Linked DNA regions of Mus musculus: region 1 is linked to region 2. Evidence: chromatin contacts called from public promoter capture Hi-C data. All regions are on one chromosome and are shown on one strand. Each heading gives the region's core, a stretch centred on a gene start, on an enhancer-like site or on the middle of the called end of the contact. The rest is flanking DNA. Distances are from core to core; before and after follow the strand shown. Region 1 has its middle 30 kb from the start of Slf2. Region 2 holds the start of Bloc1s2 (biogenesis of lysosomal organelles complex-1, subunit 2).

What was found. Promoter capture Hi-C pulls out the DNA fragments that hold promoters and counts their contacts.
Region 1: a contact with region 2 is called in a promoter capture Hi-C map of liver, with 2.6 times the contacts expected there. The contact joins the enhancer-like site here to the promoter of Bloc1s2 in region 2. A contact is called at or near these places in 11 of 39 promoter capture datasets (the 3T3-L1 cell line, 3T3-L1-derived adipocytes, the C10 cell line and 6 more), 1 of 15 datasets of contacts at CTCF or cohesin (the NIH/3T3 cell line), 1 of 484 Hi-C or Micro-C datasets (cortical neurons), 1 of 115 datasets of contacts at active chromatin or transcription factors (large pre-B cells) and 3 of 9 other capture datasets (adipose tissue, embryonic stem cells and liver).

What each region holds. Positions count from the first base shown.
Region 1 is chr19:44,898,117-44,903,783 of GRCm38.p6, reverse strand. No RefSeq gene overlaps it. Among named protein-coding and RNA genes, the nearest start is that of Slf2, 30 kb to the left of the region's middle. Within about 2 kb of position 3,418, at least 70 of the 459 cell types and tissues checked have an H3K27ac peak or open chromatin away from gene starts, as enhancers often do. A contact at or near this core is called in adipose tissue, cortical neurons and liver, where this site is marked.
Region 2 is chr19:44,142,888-44,148,104 of GRCm38.p6, reverse strand. Bloc1s2 (biogenesis of lysosomal organelles complex-1, subunit 2) reads left to right here and starts at 1,659. Exons shown (of 5, transcript NM_028607.1): 1 at 1,659-1,746; 2 at 2,048-2,164; 3 at 4,965-5,084. The coding sequence starts at 1,689. Pkd2l1 (polycystic kidney disease 2-like 1) reads left to right here. Exons shown (of 15, transcript NM_181422.3): 15 at 1-468.

The sequences.
Region 1 (5,667 bases), core at 2,169-4,668, 750 kb before region 2:
TTCCTAGGCAGCGGTGGTTAAAGTGAAATCTTGATTCTCTTAGTAACTTGATGGCTTAGTTTAGGCCTCAGGTTGCTGTTCCATGAACTGCCTTGAAATTTAATCACCCAAATTTATTTCCTAGTGTGTTTTTCACAGTCTCCTCCTCTAAGCCCATTAGTCACCATCCTGAGACCTGACAGAGCAGTTATTGAAGGCCCCTGTAGTTCTTCACACTAGATTTAGGGGTGTTGGGCACTCTGCAGGCCGGCTCAAACTTGAGTCATGGTTGGGTGGTCTTCCCCTCAATCGACTGTGAATCTTTTCCGGGTCATCCTAGAGGCCCACAGGGAGAATACCTATCTCCTATCCTTCCTTCAACAGAGAGGTGGCAACTACTTCTAGGACCAGTGTTCCCAGGCTGGGAATTATGTTGTCTTCTGTTCCTGGTTATATCTCTTACATTGCCATCTTCAGTGTCCCTTTTAATAAAATGGAGAGAATATACACTTAAAAAAAAAAGTCTTACTTCTATTTTGAGACAAGGTCTCCTATATCCAAGGCTGTCCTCAAATTCCCTACGTAGCCAAGAAAGACCTTGAACTTCTGGTCTTCCTGCTGGGAAGTGCTGGGAATCCCAAGTGCTAGGATTCAGGCCACCCCACCATATATGGTTTATGTAGTCCTGGGGATCAAACTCAGGCTATATGAATATTATGTAAGCTCTCTACCAACTGAGCTACATCCCTAGCCCAAGAAAATATACTTTTTTCTTAAAAAGTGGGGTACAGAGACCAGCAAGATAACCCAGCAGGCAAAGATACTCACAAGCCTAGAGAACCAAGTTTGATACCTGGGACCCACAAAAAGGTGGAAGAAGAGAACCATCCCTTCAGAATTGTCTTGTGACCTCCATATATGCATGCCAACACACACTCCACACCAATCATAAATAAAAATTTTAATAAAGGGGTGCAAAACTAAACCAAACAAAAAGGGTGGTAGCATAGAGCCTAGCATGGCAGAACAGGATACCACAAATGTTAGCTCTCTGCTCTTTCACTTGGACAAGACCTTTCTCCTGGGATCTTGGACATCTTATTCATCTGTTTGGAAACATCTCTATAAACATTCATTTCAAGAATAGCTCCATAAATCAAGCGTTTGGCTGTCTCCTTCCAAGTGAGGTCTCTCCAGAGTAGAAGCTGGGAAGCAGCACGGTTGCAGGCACTAAGCAACAGATGGAAATACACAGCCAGCTGACAGGGACTCTGTAGAAGAGTCCTGACTGTGTGGCCTCCCCAGTCTGTCCCCTCCCTCACCCTGGTCTGGACACTCCTGCTCTGTGCCTGGCTGGCCTCCAGTAGGGCGTGACTCCATAGGGCTTGCTCCTCTCCCGCAGCTATGCTGGACCAGTTAAAGTTTATTCTGTAGAAACCTCCACCAAGAAGTCAAAAGATGAGTTTCCTGCTCTTAATAGATAATTTTTATTGGTTTTGCAATAAACGTATGAAATAGAAACAATAGCAATAAACCATCCCAACAAGAAATCGAAAGGCTCAGGCCTCCAAAGCCCTTCCTGCCTCTTCTTAATGAGTCTCTAATTTATAGAGCGGCCAGTGGGCCTACTTTTCTTTCCCGAAGCTTTGCAAAGTCTTCCATCTTGGAGGCCGGGGTGCTCTGGGTCTGGGTAGACTCATTTCCATAGGATTGCTGTAATGAAAGCTGAGACCTAGCAGAGCCAGAAGAGAGGATGTGGCACTGTCCCAGGCTGGATCTAGTCCTGTTTCTTCTGACATAGAGGGCCTCTCCTCTTTGGCTTCATGTTTGTCCCCAGAGAGTAGAATGGGAGAACAATTAAGTTAGGGTAGGAACTCGTATGGAAATAGCCAAGGGCCACAATTTAATTTAAATAAAAATGACATCTATTTAGTTTTTAATGTGTACGTGTGTACACTCACTCATGTACACACACACACACACACACACACACACACACACACACACACACATATATACATCTCTCTCTCTCTCTGTGTGTCTTGAGGAGGTACACAGTGCAGGTGTAGAAGTCAGAGAATAGCTTGTGGGAGTTGGACCTCTTCTACTGTGTGGGTCCTGGGGAGCAAACTCAGGTCATCGGGCTTGGCAGCGGGAGCGGTTACCCAGTGTGCCATCTCTTCAGGCACCACAGTTTAACTTCCAGAGAGCAGAGTGATGGGGGTAGGCATAAAAGACACCCAGAGGCTTAGCCAGGGGTTTTCACCTTTGAAGCCTGTACCTTTTGGAATGTGTAGAATATTTTCAGTTCAAGGTGTGAGTCTCTTCTCTCAAATCAGCATGCTGAACAGCACCAAGAAGAGGAAATATATTGATGTCTTTGTAGCTACTAATGAGACCTCCTCCGGGCATTTTTGGGGGGCGGGTGTGTGTGTGGGGGGTAGCTCAAGCAAGCTGGGAACCCTGGGTCTCTGCCCCACGGGGAGTTTACTTACTGGGTCACTGGCAGTGTCCAATGAGTGATAGCTAAAGTCAGGACTGTTTGCCCTGGGGCCTGAAGCTCAGGGAACAGGTTGCTTGTGTTCCTGATCATGCCTCAGAGGAGGTACAGGCCTCCTCAGGGCTCATGAAGAGAGGAGGGGAGGGGGAAAGGGAGGGAGAAGGAGAGGGAGGGAGGGAGGGAGGGAGCTAAGTGGGGTTTCCAATCCCACCCTTCAGGGACTGGATAGCTCAGGGTCTGGGTGGGTGGGAAAGACCCTGGCAGTCCGTGATGATGAGAGGGCACAGATGGTCTTAACTGGAAATAGTAATGCTTTCATTAATCATGGCTAGATTGATACTCCAAATTCCTTCCTGCTTGTCATCCTCTTCCGGTCCCTTCTTGCACTCTGGGCTCCTTCTGCCATGCTTTTGGGAGGTTGGAGTTGGGGGTGAACCTTTTCCGGGAATCTGTAGCTGCACCCCAGCTCACCCCCCTCACCCCACTTCCCCCCTCCTCAGTGGGCTCGAAGGAAAGACCGCTGACTTTGCAACCCACAGGCCCAGAATGTCCCCATCTATGGCACGCTGTTATGCTTCGAGGACACAGGACTATGAACTCGAAATTGTCTCGCCTTTGTCTCCTCCTGGCAGGTCTTTAGAGCTCGGGGAAACAGTGGAGCGGTACAAATCGCAGTGGCGTGGTAAAGCCCCCCTTACTCCTGATGGGCCTGCCTGACTCATATCCGTTTCCCTGGCAAAAAATAAGTTTTTGTTATTGCTGGCTTGGCAGAAGCACGGAAGAGTGCGCGAGGATCTACTGCCCCATGCATCACTGGCCAAATTGCCTGAGAAATCCCAGCTCCAGAACTTTTCATCGTTGGCTGTGATGTACTGAGCAGAACGGCAGCTCCATTTCCCCAGCGTGGCTCAGCGACGCTGGCACTTAGCAGATCCGCTCTGCTTGCAACTCCCAGCAAATATGGCCTTTCCTCTCCCTTCCCCTCCCCGTGGCCCTTTTTGCCCCTCACCCTTTATCTTTCCCATCCCCCTGTCTGCTCATCAACCCCCTCCCTGCTTCTACCCAACAGAGCCATAGCTGGAGAATCAGGAGGAGGCCCACAATGTCATTTCCCCATCACTCTGCAGACGATTCCACACTAATGTTCTTTTAATGCTGTGATGCTGCACTAATTAATAAGCATCCTGCACAGAGGCCTCGCTCAACTCTCCTCCCCTCTCCTCCTCTCCCCTCCCCGCCCTTCCCCAGCAGCCAAGGAGAAGGCCTCCTGCCTGACATCCTGGCAGGCTGGCAGCAGAGAAAGGATTTCACTCCTCTACCTGAGCTGCCTGATATTGCTATGAGAGATAACTGTATACGAACCAATAATCTAGCCTGACAATCCAATTTACTGACCAATAGCGCACAATCCACCATGTCATCGGCCGTGGGGAGGCCCATAAATTAGTTCCTAGTAATTTATTCTGATCAATAGAATGGGCAAAGTCACTTGTCTCTTTAATCAAAGGCCTCAGAGATGTCAGTGCGGGCTGCTGTGTGGGAGGGAGCCAGGGGGCCGTGGGTTCTTGGCACCACACCCCTCACCCCTAGCTCCCAGAGCCCGGCAGAAAGCCTCTAAATAGGGATGGTATGGGAGCTATCTGTGGTCCGGGCTGCCTATCTCAAGCAGAAACATGCTCTTCAAAGAAGCCAAGGGCAGGGGTGACCCAGATTGTGGTAAACAAGAGTTGTGCTGACTCAAAGGACATCATATCTCTTTGGAATGTTTAGAATCTTCCTCCCTATCACAGGAAGCCCCCAGTCCTTGTACTGGCTGTAAAGAGAAGATTCCCAGGCCGTGGGAATGTGCCTTTCCAAAGCCTGCTATGTAGATATTTTCCCACCAGGCCTTTGGAGGCTTAGCAGGACAGAAAACGAACTCTGAACTTCAGTCTTTCTCTGGGGCACTTTGCATCGAGAGAGGAAATCCACAGAACACAAGTTATCTGCCTTATCTGGCCCTAAGAGAGGTCGAGGTTCACACTCCAGCCCCAGGATGTCACACATTCTTGAGAGGGCTATTACCTGAGACATTCTTACTTGCCTGTTAGAGCAACAGCTTTCAGCGCCCACCCCCCCTCTTGGATAGCTCATGCTGTCATCAGCCAGGAGCCTCAAGCCCCCTCCCCCCCATTCTTTCATGTGAGGTCTAAAAATTTCACAAAGGCATGGGGGAGGGGGAGCACTCTTGTGAAATCTGATCAGTAGGGAGGCTGAGACAGGAGGATTGAGATTAAATATTAATTTATAAAGTAATTCTATATCATTTGATTAAGTTACTAAAGCCTCGTACTCTTCTGAAGTAGATACTGTTATTAGTCCCACTGAGTCAGAGTGTAAACAGCTTGCCCCAGGCCTCACAGCTAGGATCTGGTTGAGCAGGAACTGAAAGCCAAACCCTCTGGCTCTTATCCATCAGGCTAACGTGGAGGCAGAGGGAATTTCCCTCACCCCATCTCTGCAGGGTCAATATTTTAGTCTAGGAAGCAAACTGACAATAAACACCCACGGAAGAGATGCAAATGTATTCCAGGCACAAGAACAAGAGGCAAAGAGAATCTAAGGTTAAAAGAGGGGGCCAGATTGGGTTGGGGAGACTGATGGTTTCAAATATGCAGAACCCACAGGAAAAAAGCCACCCATAGCACCGATGCAACCCCAGCACCCCAGGTATGTGTATGGGGAAGAAACAGGAAGATTGCGGAGGTGTGCTTGTGTGAGCGATTGCCTGCGAGGATGACCATGCACCATGTTCCTGCCTGCGGAGAGCAGCTGAAGACTCTGAAGCAGGTGAAGACATCCAACCCAGAGGCATCAGAGCCCCTGAAATTGAACTACATTTGTGGGTGCTGCAAATTGAACCCTGCAAAAGTAGAAAGCACTCTCCTCTCCTGAGGTAGCTCTCCAGGCCCTCACTGGGGCTTTCTGGCCCCCAGCCCAGCAGTTAGTCTCAGTGAGAGAGAGAGATCCTGTCTCAGGGAGTAAGTTAGAGAGTGATAGAATAGGAGGCCTGTCATTGTCCTCTGTCCCCAGCCCCCTTCACAGGCCCACACACACTGAGTTCCAGGGGACAGAATGGTTTGATGCACACATACTAGTTATTTCTGCCATGGGGCCAGGGTTGGCCTGGGACTTCCTAGGTAGTTTAA
Region 2 (5,217 bases), core at 410-2,909:
GTTAACAGGTAGAAGTCCAAAGAGTGGGCGATGGATGTCTTCCTACGTTCCAGTAACTCTTACCCTTTGTGTGCATCACGATATCTGCCACTGGCAGGCATGGTTGTGTGTAGGAGGCCTTCCCTTTCTTTCCTCATGGGGTTTCCCTGTAAAAGAGAAAAGGAAGCTGTAGTGGAAAGAAGATTTTTGTGTGGTGAGATTCCAACAGAGGAGTTAAGAGTGACCCCCTCCAAAGGTGAAGTCAGTGAATTCTGGAGGAGCCTGCCTTCTGGTTCTTATGTTCCAGCGACTAGCTGGAACTGAGGGGACTTCAAACCTGGAATCAAACAAAACCTGAAGGAATCAAGCCAGAAAGGCTATCAGGATTCATTGATCTTTTGGACTAATATGTGGTGGTCTCTGGCTCTCTTCGTCATAGGACAATGTGAGGTTCCAAGGTGATTAGCAATAAAATTCTTTAGAAAACCACGTCTTTGCATTTCCTTCTGGGGCTATTGAGAGAAGAGAGAAGGATAAGAGTGTAAGACATTGTTGTACACTCTCTGGAATGTACTGGGGGCCATGTCAATCTCAGGGAGGTTGCTTCTCCCAGCAATCTTGAAATAAGAAGCCTTGGTTCATAGGAATGTTTGAAACGGCGGGTACTTTGATTATCCTATAGAAAGGAGTGGAGAGAAGGAGAATCAGTCTAGGGAGAATCAGTCTTCAGAGAGGAGATTAGAGGATAACCAAGACTAAGTTAAACTTAGTCAAAAACTCTACACTTAAGATTTTGGATGCTCAGGAGCCTGCATCCTGAAAACCCTTACACACCTCTTTCCCCCTCTCCAGTGACTCTCATTCCCTCACACTGAGCCTTCTATTCATCCCTGTCACCCCCACCTGTTCTCACCACCCCCCTCCCCCAAGCATTCCGTAAACCCGCTAGACGCGTGCAACAACTAAGTATAATCAAGATAACCTATGTGTCAGTGACGTCGGAAGTTTCCTTCAAGAGAGGTCCTTTCAACTAAACATTAGGGGCTAGCTTGCACTTCAAGAGATGTGAGTCAGAGAGTTGATACTAGTCCAAGGCCTATGGGAAAGGTAAGGGAGATTCCATCAAGAATCAAGGCCAAAGCCGGGCGGTGGTGGCACATGCCTTTAATCCCTGATTTCTGAGTTTGAGGCCAGCCTGGTCTACAAAGTGAGTTCCAAGACAGCCAGGGCTACACAGAAAAATCCTGTCTCGAAAAACCAAAAAAAAAAAAAAAGAAGATTCAAGGCCGAAATCTTGTGGGAGACACCCTGTAAAAGCGAATCCCTGAACAATTCTTTGATGAACAAAACATGTCAGGGTGCTGGTGTCTGGGGAGGAGGCCACCTCTCTCCAATAACTTTAGCTGACATGTTATGATGGGTCCACAACCCAAGACAGGCCGTGGCTGGCACAAGTGACCGTTCTAGAGTGTGGCTGCAGGGACGAACGCATTGCCAACCAGGTACTGTGATCTCAGTAACGGGCTAATTCGCAATAGCCTTAGCTTCAGTTTCAGCTTCATGCTTGGACTTTGATAAAAGGTCCTTATTTGAGGTGTGACTTGGGCAAGCCGATCAAAGCAAGGAAGCTGTGAGCAAGCGGCGGGGCGGGGCACCCGCGGGGCGCACGCGCAGATGCCCTTAGAACCGGAAGCAGCCTTGGGTCGGGCATGGCGGCGGCTGCGGAGGGCGTCCCGGCGACGCGACGGGAGGAGCAGCCACCTCGAGGTACTACCCTGTGTGGATGGAGATGCGGCGGCTGATGGTGGGGAGGCTAGGTCCGGATGCAGGAGCCGGTGGACCTGTCTACCGCAGTCAGGGCACTGAGACGAAAGCCTAGCTCCTGAGCATGGGAACGGAGTTGGCGTTTCAGGTGGGCGGGTGCGAGGAGAAGGGACGGGATGGTGGCAGGAGGAGAACGAAGGCGGCGGGAGCCCAAGTCGGGAGGGACTTAGGAACCGTCCGCTTTGGCTGGATTAGGTCTGGGGATAGGACGTTTACTCCTCACCTCCCACCCACACCTTGCCAGATGATGCTGCGGTGGAGACAGCCGAGGAAGCAAAGGAGCCTGCCGAAGCTGACATCAATGAGCTCTGCCGGGACATGTTCTCCAAAATGGCCACATATTTGACTGGGGAACTGACAGGTGATACGCAACCCCTTCTGGCTGATCCCAGCTGTGTATTTGCATTTGACTTCACGGAAATCTGAATGGTGCTTTAGCAGCCTCTGGTCAGTCCATGGTTGAATGGGAGGAAAGGAGCCGCTCTCCCCCTTGTCTTTCCCCAGGGAAGCACACCAACCACTTTTGAAACACAAATCTGCAGGCCTCTTGTCATAAAGGCCAACAACAAGAATTCCACACTGTTAGTCCAGAAGTGCCCCGCCGGGGGAGAAGTATATTTTAAGCAGAGTTGTGAAGGAAATGGAAGGGGGGGGGTACGTGAAACAGTCCAGTTAGTAAAAGAGCTGGAGTAAGCAAGCATTTGATGAAACCTGAAGGTTAGTCTGAAGATTTGCTGACCCACCCGTGGGACACGGTTAGATTTTAGTTCAGTGTCCCTGCGTCTGCATCTGTGTCTGTGTCTGAGGCAGAGTCAGAAAGCAGAGGCTGGACCTTCTGGGGTGACATAAGAACTTATACTGTTTCACTGCTCTGTGAAAAAATTACTCTCTCTCTCTCTCTCTCTCTCTCTCTGTGTGTGTGTGTGTGTGTGGCTTAGAACGACTTTCGAGAGTTGGTCCTCTTCTTAGACCACGTAGGTCACGAGGACCACGCTCTGATCTTCAGGCTTGGTAGCAAGGGCCCTCTCACAGGCCCCACCCCAGGAAATTTTTCTGTGAGCCCAATTTGTGAACCAGGATCTATGAGGAAAGGTTTAGTAGAGAAGTTGGGGGGTTGTAAGTCGCAGATTTTCTCTGCCTGATCGTTCACTTATTTTTGAGCAAGAGAGACCAAGTAACAAAAATCCAGATATATGGGTTCTCCCCACAAATTCTGAAGTCTATCGTAACTTACTTAGTAGGGCTCTACTTGACCAGGGTTTTGCAGCCTTTTAAGAAGACTGGATAATCTGGTTTGTGTCACCACTGGCTGGTCCTTTAGTGTGATCTTGTGGCCTTTGCTGGTTAGCACTGTTCTTGTTCTCTTGTTTTTTTTTCCATTTGCTGTAGTTTAGAGATGGAGTTGTCTGACCCAGTGCCTCAGAACTAGTAGGGAGTGCTGGGCTGAGAGGGCGCACACTCCTCCGCACACTCCTCCGAAGAGGGAATGATGGTTTCCTTGTGTGTTTATTATATAAACACTTGTGTTACTCCACCCATACACATTCCTCTGCTGGCTTCCAAGTGTGTGGCCCTTGTTTTAGAGAGATTATGACTTGATGGCCTCGAGAACAACTGTGGAAGAGAGAAGAGGAACAGTTGTCCAGAAAGTATCGGGAATCTGAGGCAGAGTGAAGATAAGAAGAATGGAGAGTTTGGGCGTGAGCACAATGCAGATGTAGACTTTATCCGGTACTGAGCAGGCTAAGGTACTTGTTCGTGTGGGTAGGACCAACAACCAAAATAGGGAAGCTGACAAGAGGAACCGTGTTTCTGTGGGAAACGCAGCTCTGGCTCAGCTGTTTGTAGCCGTTACTGGAACACCCAAGTGGTAGTGCAGAACTGAGACTGATCGTTGCAGAGGAGCCACCTGTGAGGTGGCAGGGATGGAGACTACGCAGAAAGATCACTAAGGAAGAGCTTATTGGTGGACCTCTTCTGGACCTAGATTGACTTCTCAGGAAATGGAGCAGTTTGTATGGAATCGCTGGGCACTGAACCCGGGGCTTTGCATAGGCAAAGCGATTGCTTTGTCCAGTGAGCTACATTTGCACCCTTAAGTAGATTTTTTTCTTTCTTTTTTTTTTTTTAGATAATTACTTAAAATTGTAAAGTTTCTAAGTGATTATCAAACAGTTAAGCCAGTATTCTCTCTCCATGGCTGCCGTGCTTACTTGCACACATGCTTTTTGCAGAGGAAAAACTGTCATTTACCATTTACTCACTGGGCCTGCGTGCATTGTGCAGCTCGTGCATAGAGGCTGGAGGACAGCTGTGGGAGTCAGTGCTCTCCTTTCACCCTGTGGGTGCTGGGGCTTGATTGTGCGCAAGCAAGATGAGACCTGAATTCTGGGCAGGTAGAGGGAGGAGGCTTCCTGGAATGTGTTGGCCCATCTAGATAAATCGGTAAGGTCCACTTCCAATGAGAAATCTCGTCCGAAAAAATTAAAGTAGATAGCAGTTGAGAAAGACCCATTGACCTCTAGCCTGCACATGTCTACATGTCACACACACACAGACACACACACACACAGAGTTGATATATATACATGCATACATATCTACATAGAAGGTTTATATCTCTAGTTGATGCTGATATATTAAGATGAGATCCCCCAAATTACACACACACACATATTTATAATTTTTTTTTTTTTGAGTCAGGGTTTCTCTGTGTAGCCCTGGCTGTCAAGGAACTCACTCTGTAGACCAGGCTGGCCTCGAACTCACCAAGATCCACCTGCTTCTGCCTCTCAAGTGTTGGGAATTAAGTTGTGTGCCATCATTACTTGGCTTATATATTTTTTTAATACTGCAGAGATCCCAAGATGATTTCACCTCTCTTTTCTGAGACCTTGAGTTTACCTTTTCTAACTATGACACTAACTCTTCTAGACCTCGCTTAGTTGAGTTTGCTGACTGCAGCCTCGGTTTCTCCTCAGACCTCCAGGGTAGAGGCTAAGTGTAAATGTCACTGATGGAAAGCAACCCGCTCTTTTGACATTCCCTGGGATCCTCCCTTGAGCTTCTGCACGTCCTTCCTAAACCCCTTTGACCTGAAGTTCTGTATTCCAGTAACTGCAGACAAATCAAAGGTCTCCTGTCTTCTGTTTATCTTAAAGCCACCAGTGAAGACTACAAACTCCTGGAAAATATGAATAAGCTAACAAGCTTGAAGTACCTTGAAATGAAAGATATTGCTATCAACATCAGCAGAAACCTGAAGGACTTAAACCAGAAATGTGAGTACTCGGGTGCATCCCTCGAACAGGCACTGCTTGTATTTCATGCTCCTTAGTGCTCAGAGCCCAAGGGCAGGGCACAAGGATCGCTGCCTCCAGCCAGCTCCTGTTGCAGAAAGCATGATCGAGCAAG